2 separate regions of the Triticum aestivum genome follow, and region 1 is linked to region 2. A link is a contact called in public Hi-C data. All regions are on one chromosome and are shown on one strand. The core of a region is the stretch at or near the end of the contact, and the rest is flanking DNA. Distances in the headings are between cores, read along the strand shown.

Region 1 (4,614 bases), core at 470-2,969, 690 kb after region 2:
TTTTCAGGGTCCGTGTGTTTATTGGAGAAATACTTGTTCTCTTTGACGTTCCTTAGGTTTCAGAAGCCATTTTATCAAGAGCTTTCAATCTCAACATCCTGTAGAAGGAAATGAGAATGTAATAGCAAGAACGGTTTGAAGAAATAATGCTGATTCTGTACCCATTTTCCTCTTCTTTTGTTTGCTCCTTGAGATACGACCATAGAATCTCATGGCACTGTTTGTAGCTTTAGAATCAGGTGGGGGGAGATATTATAATTCCGATAGTGCAATGGTGTACAATGTACATTCGTGTCAATCTAACATTTTCACCAAAATATCATTGGAGATTGACTGCTGTATCATGCATATAAGTTGCTCTTGTATTCCATTCTGTGAAGGGCAAGAGACATAAGCTATTTTACACACTACATAGGCACACACATCATAAGCAGACCTGAAAATCTACAATGTTACAGTAGATTTGTAAATATTTAGATCACCCTCCATACTAATGCAAACATAGCTACTGGCAATTCCGGCAAGCATATATATGTATATGCAGACATAGCTACATAGGTAGTGGAAATCTGTTAAGCATATATATGTATCTTAGTAACCTGACCTCGATCCTGACAGCTTGAACCTTCAATAGCAGGAACGTTCTCCATTACCATAACCAAATTGTGGAGCTAACATCTTGAGATCACCATTGTCCATCTTCCAGACTACCTCAGGAGGGCAGTAGCGATCTCCCATAGGAGATGGCAGCAGAGGACATGGGAGATTGCTGCATGCTTTATCATCAATAGGCAGCATGGCCGGTGCCTCGATCTCCTTCCATATCTGGTCCATAGAATATCCATCCATGACACTCTGGTTGCTCTTAAGTACACTTGAGAAGCAGGTTGTGCCATTATGAGTGCTGCCTCCATCCATCCTGATTATTGGTGCAGTTTCAAGGAGGCAGGATTGGTATGTAAATGATGATGAGGAGGAAGAAGGTGACATGTCTATCTTCCTCTCTTGTGCTTTCTTCCTCATGTGTGTCCTCCAGTAGTTCTTAATCTCATTGTCCGTACGCCCTGGCAGTCTGCGTGCTATTCTAGACCACCTATACATAGAGAGGGTGTTAGTGCGTTTCATCTGTTGTAGATGAAAAAAAGCTGCTTTAGTAAGGTCTTCTTTTGTATCAAACCTGTTACCCCATCGAGCATGGAGCTCAATAATAAGGTGTTCCTCTTGTGGCGACATGCGCCCATGCTTGAGGCCAGGGTGGAGGTAGTTGACCCACCGGAGGCGGCAGCTTTTGCCTGTCCTGTTAAGGCCTACATGGCCATAGATAAGGTGATGTATGAAAATAGTTGGTTAGAGACAATGATATTTGCATGCTGTTTGCATCTTTGTGCCAAGGATTGCAAAAATGGCTACCTAATTTGCAGGTCTCCCACCCCTCAAACCTGAGACTTTGGCAACGAAATCCCAGCGGTGGTCACCGAACAGGCGGACAGTGCATACCAGTTGCAGGTCTTCCTGCTCTGTCCATGGCCCCTTGCGCATCTCATCTTGCACTGTCACCATCTCTAACGTTGTTCGCTTCTACCTTGGATGGGCTGGGAGCCAGCCTTGTTGCTCTTCCTCCTCTGTGTGCTTGTGGGCTCCAGTTTCAGGCTTAGATCCTTGATGAACTCCAGCCTGATGGGAAGAAGGTTGGTAGTAGTGAGAGGAAGCCACTTTGTCTTAGTTGTGCACTGGTTTGATGGCTCTTGCTTCTCATTTATAGGCAGGACAAGAAGGCTCTCGTGAGGCCTCTTTACGTGGTGGGTCTGATTTAGAGAATCATCGATGAGGTTGTCCTCAGATTAAAATTGCCTTCTCATGCCTCTTGCTCTGTGTTACAAATTTTAGAAGGGTATAGTATTACATATACTGGATTTGGACTGCATCTAACTCTTGTTCTTGCCGGTTTACTCTGTGAGTTGACTTAACTCCTTTTGATTAATAGCACACTCATGTTCCCCAAAAAAGTGGAGTAATATGTGCATGTAGGTTTTGGTTAATTATTTTCTGTGTGGGCATATTTTATGGAAATTACTTTTGAAGTGAAGGCAAACACATGCAATTTTGTTAACTGAAATGCAAAATAAATGAAGCAAACAATAAAACGTGGTGTATTTTCATAACTGTTTGTTGAATAAGTGTATGCTTATTTCCTTTTTACTTGATTTGAAATATTTTAGTAGTCATTTTCTCATGGATAGATATCTGTACTTCATTTAAATAATTAGTCCAAAGGCATGACGAGCAGGTATTGTTACGTTTCTCAAAAATAGAAAGAGAAAACATAATTATTCTGGGTTCCATTTTCTATAATTCCATACAATAATTTCATGATCTAAGCTTTAGCATCAATTTCTTTGACAAAACAAACGGCAAGTTTTAAGTCTGAACTGGACTGTTGCCGGTGCATGTTTCTTACATGAACTTTCTTGGGAACATATAATCTTGTACATGCAGATACTGCAGTTTACGCATGCTGATAAGGCCCATTTCAATCTTTTTGTTTCTACATGGTTCTCGTGCATTTACAAATGGATCTTTAGAGATCTTTATGAATCAGAAAAACCCCGATACTGTGTATTTTTTATGGAAGATCCAAAAGTATGTTCTTATTTTGGTTATTTCTTACTACTCCCTCCGTTCCAAATTACTTGTCGCAGAAATGGATGTATCTAGAACTAAATTACATCTAGATACATCCATACCTGCGACAAGTAATTCGGAACGGAGGGAGTAGATAATAAGCTATGAAGCATGCCTGTTGAGAATTGTTTTGCCGCTACTTGCTTTAGGGACATATATTCGTAGACTCACAAGCCACATATGCTAGTCCACGATCTTTACGCAAATCAGGCCACATATGTAGGTTGACATAATCTTCTCTCAATTCTTCTGTATTTTATTTCTCCTGGATGTGAAAAGCATGTTTCCTTTCTGTCAGCCATTATCATTGGCACAGGGGACTTTATCTTTTCCTTTCTTTTCAGCCATTATCCCACGCATAGCAAAATATCTCAGACTATACACAACTCCAATACAAAGTGTATGCGATTGCACGACCTGCCACTCATACGCCATAAGAGCAAGCTTTTGTACATCTATATCGACTACTAGGGTGTGCTTTGTAGTGGATATGCACTATACTGATGCTGTTTCCCTTTTCACTAAATGCTTGGGTATTTCTTTTGGCGGATTTGGTTCATGTAGGTCATACAACATAAGCCATCTGTGCTATATCCAGACACCCTTGTTGATTGAATCTGACCAAAATGTAACTAGATACTGGATCTTGTGTAAGATCCCAATTTCTACTCATTTGCTGACTTCTGTATACTACATCCGCCTTCGTGGAGACAGTAGCTAAGAAAAGTCAAGGCAGGTATGTGGACAGTAGGGTCCTGAGCAGTATTTTATCCTCATGGCCTAACTTCTCCATTGCTATGGAATTAGTTGCTTTTTGTATGTTTCTGGAGGATCCCTCAGCACAAAAAGATAAATACAATTTTTCCATGACCAGGAGCAAGCCAGGAAGGCATGGAAGCAGCACTGATGTGGAGGCCACCAACCTGCCAATCTTGCAGTCCACTTTGTGGCCTCTCTACACCTTTTTTATCTTGGGCATCTTTACTTCTGAAGGCCCCCCCATACACTGCAGTTGTTTTCGCATCCGAGCTCTTCTCGCTTGCTTCTTTATTGGAACACTGATCGGTCATCATCCGTGTGGTGACAATTAGTTCCTGTTCCTATACCCATTGAATGCATCACAAGTCAGGTCCTTTTCTCATATATGTGTATCTCAAAATCCTTTCAATTATTTTTTATGCTCCTTGGCCTTTGGGAAGAAGGCTAAAATATTTTCTGAAAATAAAGGCTTGGGATCACATTATGTTTCTTCTCTCCTTTTTGTTTCTTTTATACATTTTGGCTATAACCTAGAAGTTCACCCTACATATTTTGTTTTTCAAGAAAAAGCCTTGAAATGGCTGGGAAGAAGTGTGTGTTCTTTTCTTTGCTCTGCACAAGTTTTCCATCAATTCTTGTGTTTTTCGGTGTCAACCTGAACCATGTGGCACTACTGCAGTCTAACAAAAGAAAAGAAAAAATAAGTCTTACTGCTACGCTTAACAAATAATTGGTAAAATGAAAATAATGGTTTTGTATATAGCTCATGACTCGGTATGTGAATTCTTGCAGGATGGTGAAATTGATCAGGAAGTGGGTAGCAGGGGTTATTGCCTTTGGTAGGATAAGATGGTGAAATGTTATTAGATTGGGATATTCTTGCTTTCGATTGAGCAGATTGATTTTTGGTTAGTTTTAATTCTCCATTTCTTGTGGTGCACATCAGTTGCCGGGAGGACTCTCTTGCTATGATGATGGTGACCACCGCAAACCACTGAGTCGACGGATCGTCAAGTTCGTTTCAAAGATTATTATGGTGACAAGCAATGTAAGTATTCAGAGCTTTTACACCTGGAGTGATTATCTGTGAAATGGTAGAAAAACCTCGGCTTCCGACTGATGATGTGAGCCTGTGGTGCTCTAATCTCGGTTATGATGTGGATGCCCGTGGCC
Region 2 (5,375 bases), core at 493-2,992:
CTGCGTTAACCTAACGCTTCCGCTTTCGGTCTATGAGGGTACGTGGGCACACTCTTCCCCTCTCGTTGCTATGCATCTCCTAGATAGATCTTGCGTGATTGTAGGAAATTTTTTGAAATTGCATGCTATGTTTCCCAACAGAATTAGAACACTAAGGGGCTCATTGTGCATTCTGTAAGCAGTGAGTTATCTCTTGATACACATGAAAAGAAACACATAGCAGGAGTAGGGTGTTACACCGGCATCGGTGGCCTAAACGGCTGAACCTAGGTAAACTGCCTACCGTGACTCATGGAGCGACCAGGGTGTTTTAACCCCTAACCGAACAATCTAAGAACTCATATGTAGTTTTGATATCGACGATCACCTGTTGATAAGTGGAGAAACAATAGAAGTTGATCTTTCCCATCACTACCCCGAACAAGATGAAAGTGATCCTATGGCATCTTGTCCATGATAGCCTGCCATCTGGAGTCTTAGCTTCAATGTCATGGACTCGGAGCTTTGTTGTTTTTGTGGCAGGGTCGAGAGTGTTAAGCATGCCCTCCTGTTTTGTCCGCATGCATGGGAAGTGTGGGAGGAAGTGAAGCACACCTTCAACATTAGTCTTGATGGTCTTGCCTTGTCATGGCTCTTCCACTTCCTATCGGGAGCATGCAAACTATCGGCTATGGTGCTAGCTGTCGCGGTCTGGCACATATGGGGGGCACGTAACTCTGTCAGGAACAACAACGAGCCTCTCATCCGCATCACACTTCCCTGAGGATTACTTATGTTGACTTAATTGTGCAACATCTTTATAACTCGTCCCCTGTCCACAATCCTGAGATCCATGCATCAAGCCCTTCTTGGTCTCCTCTGCTGCGAGGCTCCGTTGTTTTTTTCTCTGATGCTACTATATTTGGCGAGCTCGACAGGTATGGTTCTGGCGGCTTCCTTCTTGATCATGGCCGCCAGTGGATGCTTGCTTGTTCTGAGGCTCTCTCGGGCACTATGAATCTCGAGCTGGCAGGAGGCATTGCTCTTTCCCAAGCAGTTGTTTTGGCGCGCGAGGAGAACATCAACTCAGTCATCTTTGCGTCGGATTGCCTTTCCCTGGTGCAACACCTCAATTCTTCAGCCCGTGATTACTCGTGCGTGGGGTTTGTGGTGGCTGGTATCAAATGTGCATCCTCGAGTTTCATATCAAATGTGCATGTTTCTTGGCGGTACAATGTAATGGCTCATATTTTAGCTAAATCATGTATGAACACTAGTGGCCTTTCTGCTTTTAACTCGGATTGTATCCCAGAAACTCTGTGGAATTTTCGGAAGAAAAAAGGAAACTCCGTGTAATCTTTTTTTACGTCAACTATGTGTAATCTTTGTTGCTTAATTATTACGGACGTTCTTAAAAAAATACTCCTTCCGTAAATTAATATAAGAGCGTTTAGAATACTAAAGTAGTGATATAAATGCTCTTATATTAATTTACAGAGGGAGTACTATCCACCACGGTACGTCCACTTTCATCAGCACCCGCACTTACAGTCCACGCGTGACCGTGACGTGAGTGAAAATATCCAACAACAAAAACCAGTTTGCACTCTGTATAACGAACAACAAACAAACAAACAACCCGATGGGTTATCTATCTATCCATGCATCATTTCCGGCCGTGCATGCAGAAGTAGGTTTCAAATTTCGATAATCTGTTAGTTCCCTCCACTCGATCTCGATCTCGAGCTTATATATACACGCTCCACATCCCACCATCATCATCAGCAACACGTACGTAGCGAGCCAACATAGTACAATGGCGTCGTCCGCCATGCACGTATCCATTCTTTCCCTCCTCCTCCTAGCCACCACAGCGAGCATCCCGCATGCCTCTTCTCGAGCCGCCCCCTCCCAGGCGGACGGCGGCGCTACCGGCGGCAAGGCCGTGTACACCAAGGTGTGCGACGCGTCCCGGTTCATGGCGGCCGGGCTGGACATGTCCAAGTACCGGTACTGCAACGCGTCGCTTCCGTACGGCGACCGTGTGCGCGACCTCATCGGCTGGATGACGGTGGAGGAGAAGGTGTCCAACCTCGGCGACTGGGCTGACGGCGCGCCCCGCGTCGGCCTTCCCCCGTACAAGTGGTGGTCGGAGGCGCTACACGGGCTTTCCAGCACCGGCCCCACCACCAAGTTCGACGACCCCAAGAAACCGCGCCTCCACTCCGGCCGCGCCGCCGTCTTCAACGGCACTGTCTTCGCTAACGTCATCAACAGCGCCGCCTCCTTCAACGAGTCCCTCTGGAAGTCCATCGGCCAGGTACGCACGTTACGGTGTCATGCATGTCGTCGGTGCCACGTCTGCTCTTTCCGTTTTCATGGTGCGTGTAACAACAGATCTGGTGGCATGCAATTTGTCTTGGCAGGCGATCTCGACGGAGGCCCGAGCGATGTACAACCTGGGCAAGGGAGGGCTGACGTACTGGAGCCCCAACATCAACGTGGTGCGCGACCCGAGGTGGGGCCGCGCGCTGGAGACGCCCGGCGAGGACCCCTACGTCGTCGGCCGCTACGCCGTCAACTTCGTGCGCGGCATGCAGGACATCCCGGGCCACGAGGTGGCCTCCGACCCCATGTCCCGGCCGCTCAAGACCTCCGCGTGCTGCAAGCATTACGCCGCCTACGACGTGGACGACTGGTACGGCCACACGCGCTTCAAGTTCGACGCCCGCGTCGAGGAGCGCGACATGGTGGAGACCTTCCAGCGCCCGTTCGAGATGTGCGTCCGCCATGGCGACGTCAGCAGCGTCATGTGCTCCTACAACCGCGTCAACGGCATCCCGGCCTGCGCCGACGCGCGCCTCCTCTCCGGCACCATCCGCCGCGACTGGGGCCTCCACGGCTACATCGTCTCCGACTGCGACGCCGTGCGCGTCATGACCGACAACGCCACATGGCTGGGCTACACCGCGGTCGAGTCCACCGCCGCCGTGCTCAAGGCCGGGCTCGACCTCGACTGCGGCGAGAGCTGGATCGTGCAGGACGGCAAGCCCGTCATGGACTTCCTCACCACCTACGGCCTGGAGGCCGTCCAGAAGGGCAAGACACGCGAGTCCGACGTCGACAACGCGCTCACCAACCTCTACATGACGCTCATGAGGCTCGGCTACTTCGACGGCATGCCCAGGTACGAGTCCCTCAACGAGAAGGACATCTGCAGCCACGACCACAGGAGCCTCGCCCTCGACGGGGCCAGACAGGGCATGGTGCTCCTCAAGAACCACGGCGGCCTGCTGCCCCTTGACCCCAAGAAGTTCGGCGCCATCGCCGTCCGCGGCCCACATGCCGAGGCGCCTGAAAAGATCATGGACGGAGACTACACAGGTGATCAGCTCTTCTCTAGCTGCTGTTGTACTACGTACACCTCACATGCCACGACACATCACGTACTCACATGTTACACATTCTCTTGGATGAAATTTGTAAATGCAGGGCCGCCTTGCCGGTACGTGACGCCGCGAGAAGGCATAAGCAAGGACGTGAAGATCTGGCATCACGCAAACTTGACCATCTACTTTGGTGGCATAAACATGCACATCGAGAGGGAGGGCAACGACAGGGAGGATCTCCTCCTGCCCAAGAACCAGACGGAGGAGATCCTCCACATCGCGGCGGTATCGTCTAACCCGATCGTCCTCGTGATCCTGTCCGGCGGCGGCATCGACATCTCCTTCGCGCAGGGCAACCCCAAGATCGGCGCCATCCTCTGGGCCGGTTACCCTGGTGGGGAAGGTGGCATCGCCATTGCTGATGTCATCTTCGGAAGATACAGTCCAGGTAAATAAAGATGCAAAGTTTATTATTCCGATCAAAGTAAATGGATTCTGATTTTCTGACACATCGCTGGAAATGTAATTGCATGATCGAGCAGGAGGACGGCTGCCACTGACATGGTTCAAGAACAAGTACATCCACCAGATTCCTATGACGTCCATGGAGCTACGGCCGCGGCCGGACCACGGATACCCGGGGCGGACATACAAGTTTTACGACGGGCCGTATGTGCTTTATCGGTTCGCCCACGGCCTGAGCTACACCAAGTTCCGATACGAGAGCAGCGCTGGCAACGGCACCGCAGTCACCCTCGCCGCCGGCGGGCACTGCAAGCAGCTCAGCTACAAGGCCGGCGCCGTGGACACTGCCCCGTCCTGCCCGGCCATCGACGTCGCGAGCCACGCCTGCAAAGAGACCGTGGACTTCAACGTCAGCGTCGTCAATTGCGGTGACGTGGACGGCAGCCACACGGTGCTGGTGTACACTGTGCCGCCGCCAGAGGTGGCCGGCGCGCCCATCAAGCAGGTGGTGGCGTTCCAGAGGGTGTTTGTGAAGGCGGGCCGCGCAGCGACCGTTGGGTTCTCGCTCAAGGTGTGCGAGGCGTTTGGCATCGTGGAGAAGACGGCGTACACCGTCGTGCCGTCAGGCGTCAGCACCGTCCTCCTTGAGAACGGTGACACGTCGTCGCCGTCGTCGGTGTCTTTCCCCGTCAAGATCAGCTTCTCTACTTAGATTAGTTTTCCTCGGTTCTTTTGCGGCCTTTTAGGACGGTTTTTTCATTCTTTTATTTTTTCCTCGGAGTTTAGTGGTATTCAGCATCCTGCTGAATAGTTTGTACTACCTTCAGTGTCAAAGGGAACGTCCTGTTCCTGTAGATTTCTCAGTTATAAGGTGGTTGAATCAAATGATGGATTAATACAGCAAATTTTGCGTTGCTATATATATGGCAAAAAATCATTGACTCCGCGTTTCTTATCTAGACACTTTTCTTCAGTGAGATCCGTGCTTATTAAACTGAAGTTCCTATGAACATGGAGATGATAGATCAGAAAAAGTCTACTTTTAGTTCCTCAGCTATTTTGTGCTTACACAATTCTCAGACCCCACGCTCGCTCGCTGGAACTGCTCCAGAAAGTAAAGTAAGGGCGATAGTTTAGGCAACGGTTCCACTTGGTGAACTCCGGTGAGGAAACGGCTCCCTGTTTGCACTCTATTTTTCTATCAAAGTTAGTATCATGTTCCTCTATTTTGTGCTCTTTGGGTTGCCACTTTCCACATTTACAAAATCATTACCAAGTTATGGGTCAAAACCTATGGACGCCGATAACGCGCGTGCGTTCGGCCTGGGGACCTCCCAGACCGAACTCCCTCGTTCGGTAGGAGGGATGACTCCACGAACAATTTCGTTCGGTGGGAGGACCACCCCAGCCCGAACGCCACCTCATCGTTGGTTTTTTTTTTCTCTGAAAAACAGAAAAGAAAACCCAGTATAAGAAAACAAATGAGAAAAGCCTGGATTTTTTATTTCTGTGACAAATAAAAGCCCACTTTTTTGCTGTGCT

Evidence for each region. A called contact is a pair of places that touch in the nucleus more often than the background predicts.
Region 1: a Hi-C map of leaf shows a contact between it and region 2, with 5 times the contacts expected there. The contact joins the promoter of LOC123086246 here to the promoter of LOC123086242 in region 2. A contact is called at or near these places in 2 of 5 Hi-C or Micro-C datasets (both in leaf).

Annotation. Positions count from the first base shown.
Region 1 is chr4A:439,824,294-439,828,907 of IWGSC CS RefSeq v2.1, forward strand. It overlaps LOC123086246 (myb-related protein MYBAS1), which reads right to left and starts at 1,720. Exons shown (of 3, transcript XM_044507964.1): 1 at 1,498-1,720; 2 at 1,178-1,307; 3 at 345-1,093. The coding sequence starts at 1,525. The coding sequence ends at 628. It overlaps LOC123086248 (a long non-coding RNA gene), which reads left to right. Exons shown (of 4, transcript XR_006440750.1): 2 at 3,557-4,280; 3 at 4,388-4,489.
Region 2 is chr4A:439,138,459-439,143,833 of IWGSC CS RefSeq v2.1, forward strand. LOC123086242 (probable beta-D-xylosidase 2) reads left to right here and starts at 1,743. Exons shown (of 4, transcript XM_044507962.1): 1 at 1,743-2,299; 2 at 2,406-3,363; 3 at 3,472-3,816; 4 at 3,911-4,770. The coding sequence starts at 1,796. The coding sequence ends at 4,545.